Regions from separate parts of the Mus musculus genome. Here region 1 is linked to region 2. The links are chromatin contacts, called in public promoter capture Hi-C maps. All regions are on one chromosome and are shown on one strand. Each heading gives the region's core, a stretch centred on a gene start, on an enhancer-like site or on the middle of the called end of the contact. The rest is flanking DNA. Distances are from core to core; before and after follow the strand shown. Region 1 holds the start of Baiap3 (BAI1-associated protein 3). Region 2 holds the start of Cerox1 (cytoplasmic endogenous regulator of oxidative phosphorylation 1).

Region 1 (6,744 bases), core at 1,695-4,194, 310 kb after region 2:
CAGTGACATTGAGGAGTCATTGGGCCTGGCTCAGCCTAAAGGCCATACCTGAACTCTTGGAGGAGAAAGGGGGCAAATGACAGAGAGATGTAGGAGAATCTGTCTGGGTTTGTCCATCTAGGCCTCTCCCTGCCCAGGCCAGATCATCTGGGTCCTCATCCCAGGACACCCTCTAAGGAATCCTGTCTCTGGAAGGGACTGGTCCCAGAGCTGAGATGGGGGAGGAGGGTGCCTCCAAACCCAGGTCCTGCAGAGGGTGATGAGCATGTATGAACCCCATTGCACAGTGTGTGTCCTTTGTCTCCACTTGGCCTTTGACCATAGCAATGACCATTAAGGAAAACAGGCCCTGCCACACTACCCCTCACTGGACAGATGTCAAGAGCTTGTGTTCCCCAGCAGACCCTCCGAAGTCTCCCAGATGGACTCAGACCAACCGCATAGTATGCCTTGTGTTGCTCTTGGCCACGCCCTGTCCAGGGCCTGCTGCTTCTGCCGCCCCTCCAGCTTGGTCCTACAAAAATGAGCATGTGAGACAGCGGCTCTTACCCCTTGGTGGGAGAATGCTTACCTAGCATGCACAAGGCCCCGGATTCAGTCTCCACACCTGCTTAAAACCAGGAATGGTGGCACTTGCCTGTAATTCCAGCATTTAAGATCAGAAAATTAAAGTTAACCATGGTCACCTAGCAAGTTGGAAGTTTGATGCCAACCTGAGCTACATGAAAATCTGGTTTTTTGGGGTTTTTGGTTTTGGTTTTGGTTTTTGGTTTTGAGGAAAAAGAAAAAAGAAAACCTCACACCACACCTGAGCTGGCTCCAGTACCTAGACACTGACTTCAGGAAGGTCACAAAATACTTGGTGTGAGCTGCAGTTCAAGGACTGACTTGTCAGGCAGGCTATCCTGAGCCACATCTGCCTCTGAAGCCAAGTTTCTTCAGCTGCTGGATGGCTTCTGGCAAGCCTCAGGGGAAGATGGAACTCTAACCAAAGCCCCTGGTCTCTGATCCTATGAGCCATCACCGGCTCAATTCAGGAACTGATCTGAACCGCATCATAGATGCGGTCAAGCAAGGCTCTGAGGCAAGGAGAAGGGATGCAGTGCATCTGAGCCATGCCAGTCTTAGGATGAGTCACCAATGGGTTGTCACTCATTCACACACACACACACACAAAGGTCTGTGGAGCGAAGAGCCTGGGGATGACTGGACTCCTGGGGCTGGGTTTGGGACCCAGTCGGTACTGTGACTAAAAGCCTCTCTTTCCATGTTTGGATCTCAGATTCCTATCAGACAGGAGCAAATCTTAACCAACCCAGTCTCAGACGTTGGAGCCCCTGCAGTGGTGCTCCCCCCTCCACTTCCTGTTTACAGCAGGCTTTAGTTCATCCTTTTACCCCAAAGCCATTACCGTCACCATGGCAACCAGTTTCTCTCTCTCTCTCTCTCTCTCTCTCTCTCTCTCCCTCTCTCTCTCTCTCTCTCTCTCTCTCTCCCCTCCCCTGCCACTGCCACTGCCCTGTGTGTGTGTGTTCCAACAGGTTGGCAAAACATGACACAAGAGTATACTATGGGTGCATCAACTCCAGACTCTGGGAGAGGAGTTGGCTATCCCACTCCAACCCCTATCCCCTATAGCAGGACAGTGTGGGGCATAGAGTCCAGGACCTTCCCTTGCTCATCTGATATCCTGGTCCTGACAGTGGGTTTGACTTTTATCACTTTTGCCTGGCCGGACTGTGCCAAGCCAGAGGTTGACTGAGAACGGAGCATTCTGCAGGACAATATTCTGTTCTGGTGCCTGTCTTCAGTGATGGATGGAGGGACTGACAGAGATGTGAATTGGGATACAGACAGGTGACCTCACCTGTATGTCCCCTGGAATGAAGGACTATGGCCTGACTGTTGTCCCTCAGATGTTTCCTCTCCAAATCCCAGTAATGAGGAACAAAGGCCCCCCGCCCAGCACTCTGGAAAGTCTGTCGCCTCAGCAGAGATGTCATTTGCTACAGTCTGAAGTGGAGAATTTTCAGGCCTGCTTTCCTGACCCTCACACTGGTTGGAGTCCTTCCCATAAGAATGAGACCTTTAAACCGGTCAGTAGTGGGAAACTCTTGAGTTCAAGGCCAGCCTGGTCTACAGAGTGAATTTCAGGACAGCCAGGGCTACACAGAGAAACGAAAAATCAAACCAAACCAAACAAACAAAAGAATGAGACTTTTGGTATAAACTCCAAAGTGGAACTACTTAGAAGCAACATGGCCACCAGTGGTTTCCCACCGAAGTTTGTGTCAGTCTTCAGGGGCCTACTGAGCCCTGGAACAGCCAAGAACAACTCCCAGTGGGTGCTGAGAACCCACACAAAGAACCCTGTCAGGTATTTCCTCTGCCCCAGCTTCAGAGCTCGCACTTTTAGGAACTGGACAGGCAACTCATTTAACAAGTCTCCAGGTGACCTCAAGTGGTGGAGGGGGCCTTAGGAGAAGTGGGCTGGGAACAGCAGGATGTGGCTTAATGTGTGTCTTCTGCACACATTCACAGATAGCAGTGACATCACGAGATGTCCCAGGTTAATACCAGAGCTGACTTCCCTGGAAGAGAGCAGCTCCGGGTAGTACTGAGCAGCAGAGCTTTTGTGAGAGGGTTGACTTTGGATATGGCTGTACAGCACTTCAAGAAACACCAGGCACTTCGTGTTTCCTTTGGGCGACTGTTTCTTTTGGGCGACTGTAGCTTCCCTGCGGCCCTGGGAAGGAGACCCCGTGACAGCCTCCTCCCTCGGGGCAGGAGAAGGGGGGTGGGGGGACAGCTAACACAACCTGTCCCTGCACCCACCTGTAGGTTACTGAGCCCTGTGCCCAGAGCAGGGTCTCTCTGGCCACTACCGTGCTGGTAGAGACCCCCTGCCGACCCCAAACGCGCAGGGTAGGGGTGGGCAGGGCTGGAACCTCTGACCAGCAAACCAGGCCAGGCCCCGCCTCCGCCCGCCCGCGCCCCCCGCCCGCGGCGCCCGCTCTGCAGTGCTCAGTCTCCAGCGCGCGCGGCTGCTAGCGGTCGCTGTGCCTCGGTGTCCCCAGCTAGTGCGACAGCAACGCCAGCGCCAGCAGGGACCCCCCCGACCCTGTGGCCCCCGAAGCCCTGTCCACGGTGAGTGCTGTAACTCCTGCCCAATGTCGTCAGACTGCCGTCGAGGCTTAACCTGCTTTTTATCACAGACAGACAGACGGACGGACGGACGGACGCGACCGCCCCCTCGGGCTTAGCCCCACCCCCACCCCTGGCTTCTGCACTACGCTCCGGGTGGAGCACGGGAATTGCTGGCGTCAGAGGCAATGGGAAACTGAGGTCCTGGGGAAACTGAGGCCGCGCGTGCTCAGAGAGAGGGGCGGGGTCGCACGGCCGGCGTCCTAGGCTCTGAGCTAAGTAAAGGGCTACTGGAGGTCCACACTGCAGAATTCCCCGGGAGGGTTGAAGGGTGAGACCTCCAGAGCCAGAGAGTGCACACCTTCAACCTCGGTTCCCACGGCCGCCGCTGCTGAGCCACCTGACTGTAACCCTTTTTCCCAATAGAGGCCCCTGACTGAAGCGGAGCTGGGGACCTCGGAGACGCCCTACGGGGCTTCTCTGAACAGGTTGAATCCCCTCAAGGCCCCAGCGCCCGTGTCCCTACCACTTTCCGACTCCCCTCATGAGACCTTTGCCCTCAGTAACCCAAAATCCCTGCCAGGGTAAGCCTTTTTCCTCCCTAGTTACCCAGGAATTCGGGTCCCACCATTTGCCTGGGGTCTGACTGTGTGTGTGTGTGTGTGTGTGTGTGTGTGTGTGTGTGTGTGTGTGTGAGAGAGAGAGAGAGAGAGAGAGGCACAGAGGTAGAGACAGAGACAGAGACAGAGAGACAGAATCAGAGAGAGACAGAAATAGAAACAGAAAGAAAGCAAGACCAAGACCAAACTCCCTTCAGACCTCCTGCCTTCAAGGAGAAGAAGGTAACCTCAATAGAACAGGGGAGGGTAACCACAGCCTCCCCCGCCCCTATCATCAAAAACAGCCGATCAGGAGCAACTAACTCAACAGAGACAGGTAAGTAGCAGGTAAGACTCCAGGGTAGAGTGAACCAGTCTCCATCTGTAGGCCTGGAGAGCATCCATCCACAGAGAGCACAGTGCAGATCTCCCCCTACACACCCCTACACTCCCTGTGACTCAGGGAGGGATGAGCTTGCAAACAGAATGTGTAACAGGTAGACCACCTGAGGACTGGAGGCTGAGCTACTGAGGCCGGCCGTGGAGAGGTCCATAGGCACTACCCCACTCAGCACCCTTGTGTTTGCTGTGGACTGGAAGCCCAGAGAGACCCCTCCAGCCCTTTGCCCTTAAATTCTCTGCCTCACTGCCCCACAAGACCTTTAAAGGGCTGTCTGGTAGGTGACAGCTTGGTGAGAGTCCTAGGTTAAACCCTGCCTCTGTACAGCTTGCCGGCATCTTGGACTGAGAATGAAGTGACCCTAGCTTTGGACAGGCTCCCTCCCGTTCATATGGCAAGAGCTTCCTGGCGGATAATTCCTTTGCTTAGTGGGCAGCTGGGAGCTATGACTCTGACCCTACTGGGTGACTGAGCAGGCCTATGGGCACATCTGGCTGCACTATCCGAGCCTAGGAGGGACAGTGAAATACAGGACAGCGTCTGAGCTGTTCCTACCAGAGAGACTGGGGTGCAAAGTGGGCTCTTGGGGGTATCTTTGCCCATAGCTCACTGCTATCCCCTACAGGCCGAGGTTTCCAGAAATCCGCAGGCAGTCGTCAAGCCCACAGGCTTTCGAAGGCGGAGGTGAATGATGGGGTTCACCTGGCTGGCCCCGGTCAGAGGCCTCTATGACCGACATCTCTTGGGGTCTAAGCTGTTGGGTCAGAGAAAAACTAACAGCTGCTGAAGCAGCCCAGGGTTTCCAAGGGGACCAGAGCTGTTTCTGAGCACCCAGATGAACCATCTCTCACAGAGACTGGCTCTGATATCCTGCTGTTAGCCTCAACCTAGCAACAGACTCGGGGTAGGGGGGTAGAGCTGAACCCAAGCGCAGGGCATCCCAGGAAAATATAATAATGTTTGCACAGCAGAGCCTTAAATCTCAGGCTACCACCTGCCGGTGGTGACCCTGGGCATGCTCCCAAGCCCACACCTGTCTCCTTGTTTGAGGCAGGGCAGTGGGGTGCACGCCACCTTCGCTCCAGCGCTGTCAGCTTACTTTGCTTCTGCGTCACATTTTTCTCTAGGACTGCAAGCCCCCATGGCCCCGTCACACATAGATGCGGCTGGTGGTTGCCTTGGCAACAGCTCAAGAAGCGGCTGCTTTCCTGGCTTGGGGCGCAGGGGGAGCGCAAGGGGGAGCAGCTCTCCTTTTAGTTGGGGGGAGCTGGGCTTGTGACACCTGGGACCTCAGGACAGGCTGGCTATGTGTGGCAAAAGCTTACTGGGTCCCCACATTTGAGAGGTTTGTGGGGCTTCTCCTCAGCGTGCAGAGCCACCTGGCCTCCATCACCTCTGCAGCTGTGGGGGCTCATCAGATAGGAACTCGCAGGAGCAAAGGGGTCAGGATGCAGCACAGCGGAGGACTGCTGAGCCAGTGGGGATAGTGGAAATGGAGGGAGGGTGAAGAAAGGGCTTCTTGCCACAGAAGGCTCCCTAGCAGAAAGAAGCTGCATCCTCTGACTGCCGGAGACCCTGGGCCAGGAGCAGAACCTGCCTCGGAATCCATTTCCTGTCTTACGCCATGGAAATGACAGTCTCCCCTTGCAACTGGGTAGACGGGTACCAATGTCCTGTAGTGGATGGCAGGCACGGGTCTCTTATTAATGAGCCAACAAGACAGGGAGCCCAAGGAGTAGGTGCTCTGTGGTGTGGGATTGTTTTCCTCAGTAGAGAGAGGACCGACCTGGGGTAGTGTGGGGAAGGCCCAGACCCAGAAGTGGTTGTGTGACCCAGGGTGGGGGGGGGGTGGCAGGGTGGTGTTTTAAAAACAGGGCACTCAATAGGTCATGGTATCTTAGATACTGTACTAGTCTTAAACTTGGGGTCTGCAGGGTAAAACTGAGCGGAAGGTTATGTGGACGTGGATGCCGCAGCTCTTCCTCCTCGATGTAGGTAGGATCTGGAAATTCATCAAACATAAGAGAAGCAAGAATTCTCAGGTGATCCTAGGCCTGCTGCTCCAAATGGAGGGGTGTCCTTCTGGTATTCAGTCTTAGAACTGCCACTGTGGTCCCTTGGAGTGCCAGCTACCTACCAGGGTTATAGACAGATAAGTTCAGACCATACCTTTCCATCGGCAAACCTCAACTTTAGGATAGAATGGCTGAGTGGGGGCCACAGGGTCAGCCTGGGCTTAGACGCCATTTGCAGTTGCAAGACCACTCTCCTAGAGATGAAAACCAGGCTGCTCTGGCAGGCTGCAGCAGAATGGCTTGGTTGCCACAGCAACAGGCAGGCAGCTGATTTGATGTGCTAGGTGACAAGGAGCTTAGGATACAGCTGAGCACTTCCAGCCATCCCCAGATGAGACACACGGAGGATTTCATTCTCTTTTCCTTTCTACTGACTGCAGGGTACAAAATCTACTCTGGGGGGTACTGGCCCCTTGTGTTTTATTGGATGTATGTAAGGACCCCAGAGTAGCTCATGGGCATCTTGGGCTCAGTGACAGCTGCCAACCCTACCCTGGGCTTATGGGTGTAAGGGCCAAGCCATAGA
Region 2 (7,056 bases), core at 4,218-6,717:
TGGTAGTTGAGCTGTTACATTCAGCTGTGGTTCACATAGAAAGCAAAACCTAGACTGAGCTAAGCAGCTGGAGGCTCATATACTGGAGCTGGAGGGGGTCACATAGGGGAGGGGCTGAGGTTTGCTCCTGTCTCCTCAGAGGCCACCATCATGAAGCAGGCTTCTAAATATCACTTTTAGCCAAAACCTACAGAAACAGTCAAGCTGGCGGGCCAGAAGGAACTGAGGTGAGAGGCCCTGAGGTCTCTGGTCGCAGCAGCTATTTAAAAAAAAAAAAAAAAAAAAAAAAAAGCAAAGCAGAGAGGGATCCCAAGAGGGACTTCCAGCTCTGGACCCGGCTGGTGTCTCCAGAGGCTTGGGGCTCACCATTCCTAGTTGGGTCCTGTGTCCCAGCTGTCTGAAACCTCCAGCACAGTGGCTAAGATGGGTACGGGGACAGGGCACACTGCCCACTAGCTGGCAGCTCTCCCAGCAGCTGCGGAATGGCTTCACAGAGGAATGAGCCCCCTGTCAGCACCTCGTCCAGCTGTCCCCAGGCACCCTGGCCCAGCAGTCCCCACTGTCTCAAGGCTATTGTCCCTGACATGCAGTCGCAGCTGTTTCTGGCTCCCCAAGAACCCAGCCTGGGCTGAATATAATCTTGCAGCCTCCATTTACCCCAATTTTTCATGTCTTGAAGTCTGCTTATGAAAGGAGGGGTAGGATCCACATCTGTTGCTTTTTCCTAGAAGAGTGGTCAGTTGAACTGGACCCCCGCCACCCCTGCCCTGACTGTCCAGCGGCCAAAACCCATCAGAGCCCAGCAGGTGCGGCAGTGAGCAGGTGTCATGCCATTTGCTGGTTGGACCAAAGCTGTGACATACAAGCGGCTGTTCTCCTGACTACTGTCCTCTTCTGCTACACCCTCAGTTCCCCCATGTACCCCAGGGAGATAACGCCTTGTGAATCTCAACAGCAGCTGTGACTTCAAGGTCGAATGGAAGTAAGATGTCTGGGGTAGGGCCTTGTAGCAGAATACGGCTGTGAGCTGTGTTCTGAACTGATAGAATTCTTGGAAAGTCCCATCCTAGAGATCAGAGCCCAGAGGCCTATGGATTGGACTCTGCCCACAGAGCCAGACTGTCACTAGGTCGGCCACCAACTGTCCCACCAATGCAGCATACAACTCCAAACGACTGTATATGGCCTGGGGGGATCTAACTGAAACCTCCCTCACCACATTCAAGGGAATAAATGCAGGACAGACACAAGAAAGCCATTTATTGATGTGTTTAATTTGCCCTGGACACTTATAGGTATCTGGTACAGTAAATCATGGCAGAAAAGGTTTGGGCTATGGGGCTATTTGTTACATTTTTATTCTAAGTCACCCTTTGCTTTTCAGCGTAAGCTGGAAACAAAGTTCTGGTTAGTAAAGTTGTAACTGCAGACACCAGGGATGGGATCTGAAAGGTGGAGCCTGGGAAGATGAACACAGAAATCAGGTGGCCCAACAGTGAGTCCCCATCAGCATCTGCTCCGGGACATTATGTCTCACTTCCGAGGGGATCAACAGCCGTAGGATCCTGGCATGGAGCAGGTAATGGGGAAAGCCAGGATCAGTGTGGTGCAGAGTTCCCCAGACAAATCCAGGCATAGGGCTAGAGACCCAGGTGTCTAGTGTCAGAACGAGCCTTTCCCCGTCCACCGTAGCCCATGCTGACACGATCACCGGACTTCCCCATCCCAGTGACAGATGCTGGTACCTTTGCTGAAGGCTGCATGGAGTAGGTTTCCACCCAGAGAAAGCCGCTTACGATCCCCTAGGAGCCTACTGAGGATGGCTCTGACTTCAAAAACACCAACTGTCGAATGCCAAGGAGGAAGTACCAAGACCCACTGTATACTGTTGGAAGTCAGCTCCACCCAGGGCCCTGATAGGGTGAAGGATGGGGCCCAGCTTGAAGTTCAGGAACCCAGGAGCTCCAGAGGCATGGGACAAAGCAGTAGAAACGATAGCTGTTCCCAACACATCTTGGGCTCCGCACACACCTGTCACACGGCAGAGGCTGTGTTGGACTCCAGTGCTTGGGTTAAATAGAGCCCCTTTCCAGAATCCTTTCAGACTGAGAACAGCTAAGTAGCCGGTCCCACCCTGCTGTTACCAGTCTCTTCCAAAGCGGTGCCTCCCGAGGGGTGTCAAACACCAAAGTTGCTGCTGGGCTGGATGGAGCATGACCACACACACAACACTGGAGCCAGCGGCATGCAGGGCTACAGATGTGGTGCTGCAGAAAAACTGCTCCTGTAGGTCTGAGGGATGGAGCACGAAGCAGCAGTGAGGGGTGGATAGCGACACCCTATCGATGACAATTCTATTGAGGGACTAGCTCTGATCCCAACTGCAGCTTCCACTGCAGACAATTCTAACAGTATCCCTGAGACCTCCAGATTACCACGGGGGTGGGAGGCAGTGTGCTTGGCCCAATGCCCCAAGCATGTTACTGGGAGGCCAGCCTTCTGGGATTGACAAGTAGACTTTAAAAGCGCCAACTGTCCAATCCCTAGGAGGACCCATGGCCTCTTGGAACCCAGTGGTCAGGGCAGCAGTCTACAGGAGCTCTGCTCTGAGTTCACCCTTCACCACCTCCACATTTGTCTCTTTTAGGCCCGCAATTAAAAATCTCCACGGCTATGCAGGGATGCCCTGCCAACTGCCTGACATACAGCTCTGGATGCAGGGGAAGAGGGAGAAGCAGGCCAAGGCTGAGGGCACACAAGCCAACCTCAGGTTCACAGGCCCACTCCATTACTTTTCCCAGGCTCCAAGACTGGTCCAGGAATGGGCACCTGAACAGAGTTCAGGCAATGATATCTTCACTCTAGAACTGCAAAGCCCACGTGACGATGGGGAAGCCCAGGCGTAGGGAAAAGTCATTTAGACCTGGGTAAAACTAGCAGCAGCCAAGGAGGCAGGTGGGGGCAGGAAGAAAAAAGAGAGAGAAGGAGGAACTGGTCCACACCTGGACAAGGTCCGATGTCCCACAAGGTAAAACAGAGAGGCAGTTTCAATAGCTTCCACTCACGTTTTTAAAGATCTGTAGATTCCTGTGTTATTAAATACCCTGCGCTGTCCGGGACTTCAGGGCCTTTTGCATATGATGCTGCCTACAGGGACTATTGTTTTCTCCTTTTATAGTAGCAGCAGGCTTCAGATCACAGCTAAACCATCACATCCTTCTAAAAGTCTCCTACCCTACTGGGTGCATCTTGAGAAAGGACTAGCTCTTTCCCTGCCCTCAATACTAGGAACTCCAGGTCTGAGACCATGAAGCAGTGTCCTGATGATTTGGTCCTAGGAGGCCCTGACATGATGCTGTATTTGATCAGTCCTAGAGAAGATATGAGCCCACCCTGAATAACGTTCTTTCTAGCAGCTACAGCTCAGGGTCTCTCTGGTGGCTGAGGATGTGAACCAATTGGCTTGAAAGGAGTCTAAAGACCTGGAGGGTGTACTGGTCTTTTAAGATGATCCAACAATGAGCCTGGCATGGGCTTGGAGCACTAACTGTGTGCCCACAGATTGTACTGGGCTCAATTCTGAGCACAGAGCCTGGAAGAGCTCAGGGCACCCCTTGCGTGTCAGTGCTTGTACAGAGCGGAGCTGGATGAGCTCCTGACAACCCATAGTGGTCTATACCTGTATAACAAGGGCTGACTACACCAGGGTCCGCCAGGGCCCTGTCCGGGGGTGCTGGGTGGGGAGGGGGTCACAACAGCCCAAGTGACAGGAAGATACAAACTGTAGGTAGAGCCACCTCCTTTCTTCCATCGTCCGAGCAGTCTGGGGATCAGACGTGAGTATATCCACAATGGGTGAGGACCAGGAAGAGCTGCCCAGAGAACCTGGAATGCCCAATACAAACTCAGGTTTGTGCTTTCTTAGAAACGTGGAGGTCTCTGTTAAGGCCTGCTGGTCTGACAGCATGGGTCCATGGAGGCTCAGAGGGTTGGGACCTGAGACCTTAGGGGTCAGGTCCTGAGAGGATGTAGGCCTGGTCTCCGTTCTCAACTCTGCCGCTAAGCCTTCTTTTGCTGGGATGGATGGTGCACTAGCTAGCAGGGTTCTTTATGCCTCTAAGACAGCTTCTTTCCAAGAGGTGGGACCCTGAGTGGAGGGATCCCCAAGGGAAAGGATTGCCACTGCAGATGTGCAGGGAAGGGCCTTTCTTGGCAGGTAATGGTTAAAATATGGAGAGAGTTCAGCAGGCAATGGCAGCTAGCTCTCCATCGACACAACACACACACACACACACACACACACACACACACACAGTGAGAGAGAGAGAGAGAGACAGACAGAGAGGGAAGAGGGAGGGAGACAGAGAGGAGAGAGAGAGAGAGAGAGAGAGAGAGAGAGAGAGAGAGAGAGAGAGAGAACTAGAATAGAATAAGGTCACCATTAAGGTAGTTTCTCTTCCTTAGCCGTCCCCTCAGCAGGAAGCAGGGACTTGGACCTTCTCCCTCTGTCCAGAGCTGTAGATGCCCTAAGGCCACACTGCACAGGACTGGCCTTTTCCAGGTCTGCAGGGAAAGTCTGATTGGAGGCTGGGATCCCAGACCTGAAGGTTAGGGCACCACTCACGGCTTGGGTGGAGATGGAGATTATTAGAGACCACAGTTCTTCCCTGCAGCCGCCTCCACGGGCTTGGGAAACAGGTGGCTTCCTTTAGGGTTACCGAGCTCTCGAGAGCCACAGCTCTATGCCACCCAGACAAGCTTAGGGTGGCAGGTACATCGCCTCCTTTGAGTTTGGCGAGAGACTCCTAGCTGCACTTGGAGACCTCCGGGCTGGGAGGCAAGTCGCGGGGGCGACCTCGGGCGCGGTTCGGAGTCAGGCTTGGCTCTCGCCTCGGGAGAAACGTCCCCTCTCCGACCCTGAGCACTCTCCGCCTTCTCTCTAGGCGCTGAGGAGAAGCGGCCCAGCGTGGTTTCCGCCTCCGCCAGACCACCCAGGCCCGCCCGCCAGGGCCTCCGCGCCCCCACCACAGGTCATACCCGGAAGGACCCGAGCCCCCGCGTCCGGCCCCTCCATCCGCCTGACCGCCCTCAGGGACTCAGCAGTCACTGCCAGAGCAGCCCCGCCCAGCGCCCCCGCCCTCCCACCTCTGTCTAGCCCCGGGGTCCTCCAGCTCACCTAGGTGCGGGAGTTACCAGGGTCACCTGGTGGCTCTTGTCATTGCGCCACCCTGCGGGCAGAACCCGGGTTTGGTTGCAATAGCGGATTCGAGCCCCACATTGGAGGGAGGGATGTTGGACTCAGGAACCTTGTGGATTAGCATCCTTGCCTGCCGCCCGAAAGTCAAGCCGTGCTGCTGAGATCCATGCACTGGGCAGTCAGTCACCCTTAGCCCTCTGACCCCGCCTCAGCCGAGGGATCAGGCTGCGGGGCGCCTGGCCCACGTGGTACGGAGGGTGGAGCGGGGTCGCAAGGCTTCTTTGGATTCGGGGCGGGGCATACAAGCTCCGCCTGGGGAGGACCTGCCAACCCGGACCGGGAGGGGCGGGGTTTCGACCACGGCTTAAAGAAACTTGTTGCGGGTCCCAGAACTGAGACTGAGCTACTGCGGCGGAGGAGCTGCTGCTGGGCCCCTGCGGTGAGGACAAAGATTGGGTCCTGCGTGGCAACCTTGGATTCTAGAGTGTCCTTCCACAGAGTGACCGGGCGCGACCCCTGCGTCCATCCCCACTGAGTGCCCCTCCGCGCGTGGCCCCGATGCTGGACATGAGTGAGGCCCGCGCCCAGCCTCCCTGCAGCCCGTCTGGCACCGCTAGCTCCATGTCACACGTGGAGGATTCGGACTCCGACGCGCCACCGTCGCCCGCGGGATCAGAGGGCCTGGGCCGCGCGGGGGGCGGCGGCCGAGGGGATACTGCTGAGGCAGCAGACGAACGCTTCCCAGCCTGCATCCGTGATGCCGTGTCGCAGGTGCTTAAGGGTTATGACTGGAGTCTGGTGCCTATGCCTGTGCGCGGCGGCGGTGGCGGCACGCTCAAGGCCAAGCCACACGTGAAGCGGCCCATGAATGCCTTCATGGTGTGGGCACAGGCGGCGCGCCGCAAGCTGGCGGACCAGTACCCGCATCTCCATAACGCAGAGCTCAGCAAGACCCTAGGCAAGCTGTGGCGGTGAGTGTGGGGACTCTTGACACTCAGGCTGAGGAAAGGAGTGACTTCGTGCCCCAGCTTGGGCTGTGCTCCTGGGCTGGTTCCAGGGTGGGTCTGGTCAACAGAGACACCAGGTGTGGGACTTTGGAGATGGACGGAGGCCAGTGCCTGGAGTGTGACCCTCCAGTCCTTTCTCCTCTCCTGGGATATCCTGCTGAGAACTGCAGAACTGGGGATCCTAGCATCGAGTGGCCACCACGGCCTGTAGGCATATTGGGTAGGCATCAAGCTGCTTTGTCCTGGGCAGAAGCTGGGACTCCGGGGTCCATGAGGAGTCCAAGTCCTCTGGCAGGTACTGCTCCCAGGCCACAGGAACCTGGAATTGGGGAAGGAAAGAGCAGGTGAAAGTGACAGGCTCAATGAGCACTTTGGCCTGAGAAAGGCAGGCATTATTGAAGACAGCTGCACAGTCCCACCTCCCAAGCTGCCTCTATTCGAGTTTGAAACAGTGTGTAGTAGTGATACTGGGCTGAGCAGGACAGCCAGGTTGTCTTGCCCTCTCAGCTTGGCCGGCAAGTTGAGGTTCAAGGTCGAGAGATTCTCAGGGTGTGTGTGTGTGTGCTCTGAGGACAATCTCCCGGAGTTTCTCCATCACTCCTGGCAACTTGGGATGGCTGGTTTCCAGAAAGCCTTCCTTGCCTTTGTCGAAGTATAGTTTTCACTGGGTCCTGTTGTCTTTCTTGAGAGAGATTGGTGGTGGTGGTGGTAGCGGCGGCGGTGGTAGCAGTGGTGGGTGACTGGATGAGCAAATAGTGCTGGAAAGGGGGACTTCGGGAAAGATGGAGAATTGGGGTCTTGGTCCTTAGACCACACTGTTGGGCTCTGCCCCACTGGTGTCGGAGTTCTCAG

What was found. Promoter capture Hi-C pulls out the DNA fragments that hold promoters and counts their contacts.
Region 1: a promoter capture Hi-C map of liver shows a contact between it and region 2, with 2.3 times the contacts expected there. The contact joins the promoter of Baiap3 here to the promoter of Cerox1 in region 2. A contact is called at or near these places in 2 of 39 promoter capture datasets (hippocampal neurons and liver), 1 of 115 datasets of contacts at active chromatin or transcription factors (memory CD8 T cells) and 1 of 9 other capture datasets (pancreatic islet).

The regions. Positions count from the first base shown.
Region 1 is chr17:25,252,564-25,259,307 of GRCm38.p6, reverse strand. Baiap3 (BAI1-associated protein 3) reads left to right here and starts at 2,944. Exons shown (of 34, transcript NM_001163270.1): 1 at 2,944-3,147.
Region 2 is chr17:25,569,222-25,576,277 of GRCm38.p6, reverse strand. Cerox1 (cytoplasmic endogenous regulator of oxidative phosphorylation 1) reads right to left here and starts at 5,467. Exons shown (of 2, transcript NR_045176.1): 1 at 5,177-5,467; 2 at 1,235-2,292. It overlaps Sox8 (SRY (sex determining region Y)-box 8), which reads left to right and starts at 5,592. Exons shown (of 3, transcript NM_011447.3): 1 at 5,592-6,168. The coding sequence starts at 5,756.